2 separate regions of the Anas platyrhynchos genome follow, and region 2 is linked to region 1. Evidence: chromatin contacts called from public Hi-C data. All regions are on one chromosome and are shown on one strand. Each heading gives the region's core, a stretch centred on a gene start, on an enhancer-like site or on the middle of the called end of the contact. The rest is flanking DNA. Distances are from core to core; before and after follow the strand shown.

Region 1 (4,441 bases), core at 1,702-4,201:
CTGGCCAAAATTCATTGTAAAAGGGCTTTGGCTTTCCTAACGCGATCCCTGGCTGCACTGGACAGTGTCTCTGTATCCCTCGAGGCTCTCTGTCCCTGTTTCCGCTCTCTGTCCCTGCTTCCACTCTCTGCAGGTCTCCTGGTTCTGTTCGAGTTTGGCCAGGAGCTCCTTGTTCATCCATGCAGACCTCCCTCTGCCCGCTACCTGCTGCCTTCTCTTCCAGTGCGGAGCCCAGCCTGCTCCTGTGTTTTCTGCCATCCTCCCTCCCACGTATTCTTCAGCTGTCTCTTGCCTTTCCCTTGATGGTTATTAAAAATGTACTTGATGTGCTCTAGCCCTATTTTTGTGATGGTTTATGTGAGTTAAGTGGATGCAGCGGGTACATACGGGCTGCAGAGAGCGTGTGAGAGCTTCCTGGTGCAGCAGCCCCCTGTGTGCCCTGCGTGCTGCTGATGCCCTTCTCACCTTCCTTCCCGCAGTGGCTGAAGGATCCTGGTCCCCGCAATGAGAAGAGGACCCTTTTCTGTGACATGGTGTGTTTCCTGTTCATTACTCCTCTGGCAGCAATCTCCGGCTGGCTGTGTCTTCGTGGAGCCCAGGATCATTTGCAGTTCAACAGCCGACTGGAGGCCATTGGACTCATAGCACTAACTATAGCACTTTTTACAATCTACGTCCTTTGGACGCTGGTAAGTGTGGAAGAGGGCTCTGCTCGCTGCTCCCGGGGGCCTTGTTCTTGTTCAAAATGTGAGGCTGAAGTCTTGGCTCACGCTGCTGCGGTGCAGCTGGGCCCGCGCGACTCCCCTCGTGAGAAAACCTTGGGCTCTTTCTCTTGAACGTCCATTTAATTATCTTTAAATGGAAGCTGTTAAAGTTGTCACTTAAAAAAATGAGCTGTCTGGGAATGAGAAACCACTTCCTGGTGATCTCCTTTCCAGATTGACATGGGAGTCACGTTCCCCAGGGTGTAGTGTGCCCAGGCACAGGCGGGCCCAAGCGTGGCTGAGGCTGGGTGGGGAGGCCTGGAGCTGGCTGTTCCAGCTGCTGTGCCTGTTCCTATTTTCAAGAAAGAGCAGAAGCACAATCTTGGCACCCACGTGGTTTAGAGAAAAGTAAAATCTGGAAAATGTTTGGTCCCTTCAGAATCTGGTATCACATCCCTCCACGCTTTGTGGCCCACAGCTGAACAAATCCCTGCAAAAATATTTTAAAAGCATTGTTAGCATGGAAGGGTGTGTGCAAGGAATGCTCCAGCCCAGGGAGACCTCTGACTTCTCACACCAGATTTTCAGAATGGAACCCTGAGCTGAGGCCAGCCTGCCCTGGCCCACCACCGCTGCTTTACAGCTGCACTGCTGGGGCTGGAGGCGCTGGGGACCAGTGGGAACCCACACTCGGTGCTGCCTGGATGTTTAACTGCTCCATGCTGGGAAAGGGCTTCCCACAGATGCCTCGCTGTACTTCCTTCTGGACATGCTGAACTAGGCAGCCAGGAGCTTACAGCTTGGAGCAGGGCCAGAATAGCAGGAAAGCAAACACACGGTGGTGGTGCAGCACGTATCTGTGAGCGCTCCCAGCTGGGCCCCTCCCTCTGTTCCCAGTTCAGTTCTTTCACGTTCTGTTATCAGGTGGGTTTCTGGGTTTGAATCTCATTTTAGCTCTCCTCCTCTCAGCCCTGCATGTGCTCAGTACCCTTCTCCAGCCACTTGCACCGTTTTGGAAAGGGAAGGGGTGCAGTCGCTGGGGGAGAAGCGGTGGGACCCTAGAAGATGGCAGTTCTGCAGTCAGTAAAAATGCCCCAGCCCACCTGCCTGCCATCTGATGCTCTGATTTCTCAGAAACAGAGCTTTCTCTGGGGTTAGGACATTCCTTGCAACTAATCCCATGCAGATCCTGGTGCCAAGGAAGGGTGAGCTGGGGCTTCAGCCTTCCCTTTGGTGGGACACATGCTGCTGTCGAAACACACAGAGATAGCAATGCACAGGGAGCTGTGAAAGAAAAGCTCTGGCTGCATAAGGTTCACTTCTGTAGAAAGCCAAACTAAAATTGGAAACTTTAAGAGGAAGTGCTTCCGTCTTCTCTGTCCCAGGACTAGTCTGGTGCTGCCCCAAATCTGGAGGAAACGGAAAAATGTTTTCAGTGATATCATGCGTCATGACTCAAGTTGCTCTGCTTCTGCTGCACTTCCCACTTCCTTGAACAGGGAGGGATGTTAAGTGGAGCCCCTTTATTCAGCTTTACTGTACGCAGCTGCAGTTCCTCTGTGCCACTGCGGGCTGTGTGACCCACAGGGCTGGTACACGGTTGGTGGTGATGTGCTGTAATCAGCGTGAGGATTGCAAGAGATGCCACGGCCGAGCTTGCAGCTCCTTCCTGTGGAGCAGGGTCTTTCCGCGAGGTTTGCATTACTTAGCTCCTCGTTTGCGTGCTCTCTGAAGACTGCAAGATCCATTTGCTTCTTGTTTATAAGCAAACGACCTTATTCCCACAGTTGTACCTCTACTGCAGGCAGAAGGGGAGCACAGATCAGTGGGCTGGATCACCCCAATGCTGTGGCGCAGCTCTGCCTCTCATAGCAGATGTCTCAGTCTTATACAAAAGCAATGGGAGTGCTGATGTTTCCTTGCCCGATCTGCTTCCCGGTTCTTCCTACTTGTCAGCAAAATGACACATTTCTTCTACAAAACGAGAAAGCTTGGTTCTGATGAGTGGCTGCCTGGATTCAGTATTTAATTTTCTTTGCCACAATTTCTAGGAAAATAGACAGCAGGGAAATACATGCTGCTTTTATTCCTCCCTCGAAAAAATAAAATGATCTAGAAACATTTAATTTCAAAGCTAAGGAATTGGCAGGAGCTGTGAGAAAGTCTGTGGTGGGGTTTGTGATTGCAGAAGGGCACGGCGAGAGGCGCAGCCCATGCGGGAAGTGCAGCTCAAAACTCCCCCTTGCAGGGCTGCTCCGAAACTGCAGGGCCAGCTCCTGCCCCTGGGCCAGGCTGCTGCAGGCACCTCCAGCCCCATCCTGCTGCTGCCCAGAAAGCTCCTTTGGCCACGCCAAGCTTATACATCTTCTGTTAGCACGAATTAATTTATTCCTCATTAGAGGCTTGGGTGACGGAGTACCCCAAACTGTTTTGGGGTCAGGGCTGCGTCCCTTGTCCAAGGGGGTGCTGGTGGGACAAGAATTGGGCAGAGCCTGCACGGGGTGGATGCTCTCCGTGTCTCCCCGGCCCTCCGCCTGTAACCAGCCTTGTTGCCCACCAGGTCTCGTTCCGCTACCACTGCCAGCTGTACTCGGAGTGGCGAAGGACCAACCAGAAAGTCCGCCTGATGATCCCGGCCTCGCGGAGCCCTCACCCCGTGCCCCACTCCCTGCTCTCCGCCAAGCTCCTGAAGAAGACCGCGGACGAAACCACCGTCTGAGCCGTGGCTGCGCCCGCGGCCAGGGTGAGGGCGGCCCCCCCGGGGCCAGCAGAAGCAGAAGGGGCCGGGTCTCCCCCACGCGTGCAGGGAGCGCAGCAGCCATGGAAGCACTGGGGAGCAGTCGTCCCACCCGAAGGGACTTGGCGGTCGGCATGTACTTCGTACGATGGCAAACACAGAGGATAAAGGTCTGTCGTGTGAAACGGCCCAAAAGAGCCAGATGGCGGAACACGCCTGTCTGCAGGGACACTTTGCTATAACTAAATACCGTACGTGGAAAATCTCTCACATATATATATATATCTATATATAATATTATTTTTTAATGGCCATGAATATTGTGTTTCAGTCCTTTTGTGTTGATGTTCTAAGCTTCAGTATAGAAGCTGGCAGCCTGATCTCATTCAGAGGTTAAATCTATGCCTTTTCTCTAAATGAGCGTATAAAGAACACTTTTCATTGACCGTTCTCGAAAGTCCCTTCTCCTTTGCACTAAATTGGTTTTGATAATATTGCAGCAGCCTTTCCCGTTACTCTTTGGTCTCTTTCGTGGTGTTTCTGTGCTTTCTAGAAAGTTATGTGTTTTTAATAATTATTATAATCCCAGAAGGAGTAAAATGACATAATACTGAATGGAGACATTTTGTATTGTAAAGTACTGTAATTTTGAGGATTTCAAAATAAGTTTCAAAAGCGGAAAATCTGTTCCTGTGCAGACGTGATCTCACAAAATGCTTTCCCTGCAGATCCTGGCTCATCCCCAGGACTCAGATGCGCTCAGCTCTTGGCTTGTCTGACAAAGGTAGATAGATGGAGGATCTGAGGGTGGGAAATGACGGCTCATCCTAGCTAAACCCACCGTTGCCTTTTGCTTTTAAAGGGTTCAGAAAGGCTCTTTCCCAACCCCAAAAGCTGAGAATAGGAGTCTCTGTTTTTGCTGACGTCCTTACACAATCTTGAGGCTGGACCTCTTGTAGTGTCAGTTATCCACATACCTTCCAGGGACAGGCCATGCTCT
Region 2 (4,055 bases), core at 1,268-3,767, 48 kb before region 1:
GTTTTCCTCCGAAACCTCCCTCGGATCCTCCAGCTCCTTCATTTTGAACAAACGCCTCGAATGCGGCGTGTGGCAGCTCCCTCCAGTGACAGCGACAGAAACGGCACCGGGCGCCGCTGCCCCCCCGAACCCAGGGCGAGCACCTCCTGGCACCCAAAAAAACCCCTCCATCTGCCGTCCTCCTCGAGTCCTCTGAGCAAAGCCTCGCCCTACAGCTGGAAATACAGGCTGCCACTTGATCCACTTGATTTTTATTTTATTTTATTTTTTTGTTATCCAGGCTGCGTCACCAAGGGCAGCCTCGCCCCATCCTCACCTCGCAGCCTTCTGCCTTTCTCAACGGTGCCTGGGGGATGCTTGGTGCCCAGTGGTGACATGGAGGTGACACATGGCCAGTGCCTCTTTTTGTCAAGAGGCAGCGAAAATTGGGAGGAGGGCAGTTGGGGGCAGCACACTGAGCCCTCTCCAACCAAGCAGGCTGTGGGGTGCGGTCTCACAGAGCAGCACAACAAAATGAAAAAGGCAAATTGGCAAAGTGGTGCTCGAGGCCAAAATCTGGGGCAAGTCCAAGAAACAGCTGATGAATAACACGGCCCGAGTTCTTTGTGGTTCTCCCCTCCTGGCACAGCCCAGGCAGCCCCAGACAGGCTCTCTGGCACCCACGGAAAAAACAAGAAGCCGATGCCATCGGCGTGTCTGCTGTCAAGGGTTTGCACCTGGTATATTGTAGTAAAAATGCTTGGGGTTTGTAGGACATCTGCGGCCAGGGGCTCAATGGACTATGATCAATTCTAGATGTGGGATTCTCAGAAAGTGTCTGCAGACACGTTGCTCCAGCAGCAGCTGGTGACACGTGGCTGGTCTTGGTGACACAAAGCCAATTCCCCAGCACAAAACCCGCCACGAGCCTGGGGGACTCCTGAGGGCTGACAACGGGGGCTTGGGGCTCACGCATAGCTCGGCATCGCCCTGGACCTCAGGGCTCTGATCCTCCTCCTGCCCGGACATCATCTCACTGCCTGCAGCCAGCATCAAAGCTCCGCACGCACACGTCCTAGGACACTCTCTTCAAAACTTAAGGCAGCATTTCCCAGGCAGGGGGAGAAGAAAGGGATTTGGATCCCAACCAGTAGGAAATAACTTTGCTTTTTCCTCTTAAATCCCCCCCAGTACTCAGTTCAGAACTAATTAAGCTGCTTGTGATAATGAAAATGAGATGTTTTATCTCACCAGGGCTAAGGGAGGTGTGGGAGACGTTTTCCTTAGGGCATCCCAGGGTAATTCCCGTCCCCAGGGGCTCCTGCAGCTGACATATCACAGCCCCGCTTCTCTCGATAGCATTTAGCTGTTCGGCAGTTGGATGCTCGATATCCTGGGAGTGCTCGAGTCACTGCACAGCAGGGCCATTGGCTGCGGTCCTGCGGGAGGATGAATATCACAAACGAGAGACGCTGATAATGCCTTCCTGCAGTCCTGGTTGATAAAACTCCCTTCTGCACAGATTAAAAGCCTGATGCCCTACACCGTGTGTTCTGTGAGCGCTGAGAAGCAAAGAGTGCAAAGAAAAGGTGAAAAGAGACTTCCTCCCTGCTTCCTCAGAAATCTCTGTCGGAGAGGAGCAATTTGCCTGAACCTGTGCCGGGTCAGGCGATAGCATCTCCCCCAGAGCCCCACACGTCCATGCGTTTATGGCTTTCCTCCCCAGCTGCTTCCGTTGCCTTTTATGCGATGCCCACACACAATTCCCCAGCACGGCAGCGGGACCGCAATGTGTGATTGCAACGCGCTCCGTTTCTCACCTCATTTTCAGACTACTGTTCATAAAAAAGAATAATAATTTTCACTGAGCAGGAGCTGGCTGATAAGCTGTTAGGCCGGGTGCTGCCTGCTCACAGGCTCCCACACGCTACCAGCAGGCACCGGGACCCCCAAAACCTTGCTCCTGCGGGCCTGGGGGGCTCTGAGGTCTGGGACAAGTCGGGGGCACCCCAGAGCCACACGGCCTGGGGGGGGTGAACAGGCACCCCCACGTCATGCACCGAGGTGAGGGGGGCCCAGGCGGTGGGTGGCACCCCCGGTCCCCCCCGGTCCCGCCCCGTCCCCCCGATCCTCCCCCCACGCCGCCGCCGTGCGGACTGAGCTCCGCGCTGCGCAGCCCCGCCAAGCCCCGCCCCTCAAGCCCCGCCCCCTCAAGCCCCGCCCAATCAGACACCACCCCCAACAGAAGCCCCGCCCACTCTTTCTCAAGCCCCACCCATCCTCGCTCAGACCCCGCCCACCCTCCCCCAGGCCCCGCCCCCTCTCCCCCCGCCCCCTCTCCTCCCCGGCCCCTCCCTGCCCCCTCCCCTCTCATCCCCGGGTCCCGGCTCAGCCCGCCAAGCACCTCCCCTCCCCACCTCCCCCCTCCCCATTGGACTCCCCCACCCGCCACTCAACGTCTTTCCGATCGCCTATTGGACAAAACCCACAGGGCCGGCGTAACGCCCGCCTCCTGCGGGCTGTGGCGGCCGCTGATAGGCTGCGGCCTGTGAGGAGCGGCCCCCCCCACACCCTCCTCCTCCTCCTCCTCCTCCTCCCACCCGGCTGGGCCGCGCTCGGTGCCTGGCAGCCTGAGGGGTCGGCGCCGCCATCGCCATGGGCACCCGCGACGACGAGTACGACTACCTCTTCAAAGGTACCGCCCCGCCGCCTCCTTTGTGAGCGGGGCCGGGCCGCGAGCCCCCCCCGAGCCCCCCCCCGGGCCCACCCCGAGGCCCCCCGGGCCCACCCTGAGGCCCGCGGGGTCGAGGCCTCGGCGCCCTGAGGGTGCCGCTGAGGCGCCGCCCCCCCCCCCCCCCCCCCCCCAAATCCCCCCTCAGGGCCTGTCCCGGTGCTGAGGGAGCTCGGGCACCGCTCGCTGCTGCCTCACGGCGCCCCCCGGCCCTCGGAGCCGCTGCCTGAGGGGGTCCCCCGGGGGTCGGCGTCGTGTGGGGGCAGCCCCCGGCTTGTTCTCCTCGCCTTGGGCCCTCTCTGGGGGTCGCCTCTGTGAGTGTTTGGGGCCGGTGTTGTGCCCAGGTGCTGGGGCTGAGCTGGGGCAGCCCAGGAGAGGAGCAGCTGGGCTGAGCGGCCTCGTGCTCCCCAACCTGTTGTGGTTTGGGTTGCGCCAGGTGATCGTGGGGTTTTCTTCCAGCCCAGACGATTCTTTGATCCCGTGGTCTCCTGCTGCTGACATCCGTGGGTTCACCCGCAGAGCTGCCCCTCTCCGAGGTTGCCGTCGCTGGGTGGCCTTGGGGCTGGGGGTTTCTCCATACGCAGTCACCGAAAAATTCCCCCGGAGCTGGATGTTGGTGCTTGCTTTGTGGCCGTGACCCCTGGCAAGGGCAGCAGCAAGGCTCCATTCGCTGGTTGAGGAAAGGAACGAGCGGTTACTCACACGCTGGAAATGATTTCTGGGTGGCTGTGGCTATGTAGTGCCTTTGTTTGACAGGCTTCAGGATGGCAGGAGGGAAGAGCCCCTATAGGTAGAGTTAGAGGAGAACATAAAGCAGAGGTCTAGCCTCGGAAAATATGCTAAACTGTCTGGGTCTGAAACTAGTTTCTTTCTGAAGTCATTCCATCGTCTATTTCCCAAGTGGTTTAATAGCTGGGAACTTGAAAGCCTAAAAACTGAGTTTCTTGTTTCTTTCTGTGACTAGTCAATTAGGTAGGCAGAGCTGTATTCATCCTGAGGAACACTTCTGCTGCTTTGAAATGTGATTTTAATTTTATCGGGAGTGACACAACCTAAAGCTATTTGGGCAGGGACCATGCTGTTGTGTTGATACAGCAAATTGACTTGGCACACTTTATAGCACTTAATTTAATGAAACGTGGGGGAGAGGATTGTGCTTTTCTGTGTCTTGGGTAGGGGTAGTTGTGTTACTGTTAAAAAATAAAACAAAACAACACAAAAACCCCTTTCCTATCTAGTTGTCTTTCCTTCCTTCCTTCCTTCTGGGCTTTTTAGGACCGGACAAGAAGTGGCGAATGTAAACAAGATCAAGTGGGATGCGATCTCCACTATAATAAGAAAATGA

Evidence for each region. A called contact is a pair of places that touch in the nucleus more often than the background predicts.
Region 2: a Hi-C map of subcutaneous adipose tissue shows a contact between it and region 1, with 1.8 times the contacts expected there. The contact joins the promoter of RAB11B here to the enhancer-like site in region 1. A contact is called at or near these places in 2 of 8 Hi-C or Micro-C datasets (skeletal muscle and subcutaneous adipose tissue).

Annotation. Positions count from the first base shown.
Region 1 is chr29:3,993,296-3,997,736 of IASCAAS_PekinDuck_T2T, reverse strand. MARCHF2 (membrane associated ring-CH-type finger 2) reads left to right here. Exons shown (of 5, transcript XM_027472651.3): 4 at 480-689; 5 at 3,265-4,441. The coding sequence ends at 3,423. Among named protein-coding and RNA genes, the nearest start is that of MARCHF2, 30 kb to the left of the region's middle. Within about 2 kb of position 2,951, at least 3 of the 8 cell types and tissues checked have an H3K27ac peak or open chromatin away from gene starts, as enhancers often do. A contact at or near this core is called in subcutaneous adipose tissue, where this site is marked.
Region 2 is chr29:4,041,133-4,045,187 of IASCAAS_PekinDuck_T2T, reverse strand. RAB11B (RAB11B, member RAS oncogene family) reads left to right here and starts at 2,517. Exons shown (of 5, transcript XM_027472087.3): 1 at 2,517-2,674. The coding sequence starts at 2,635.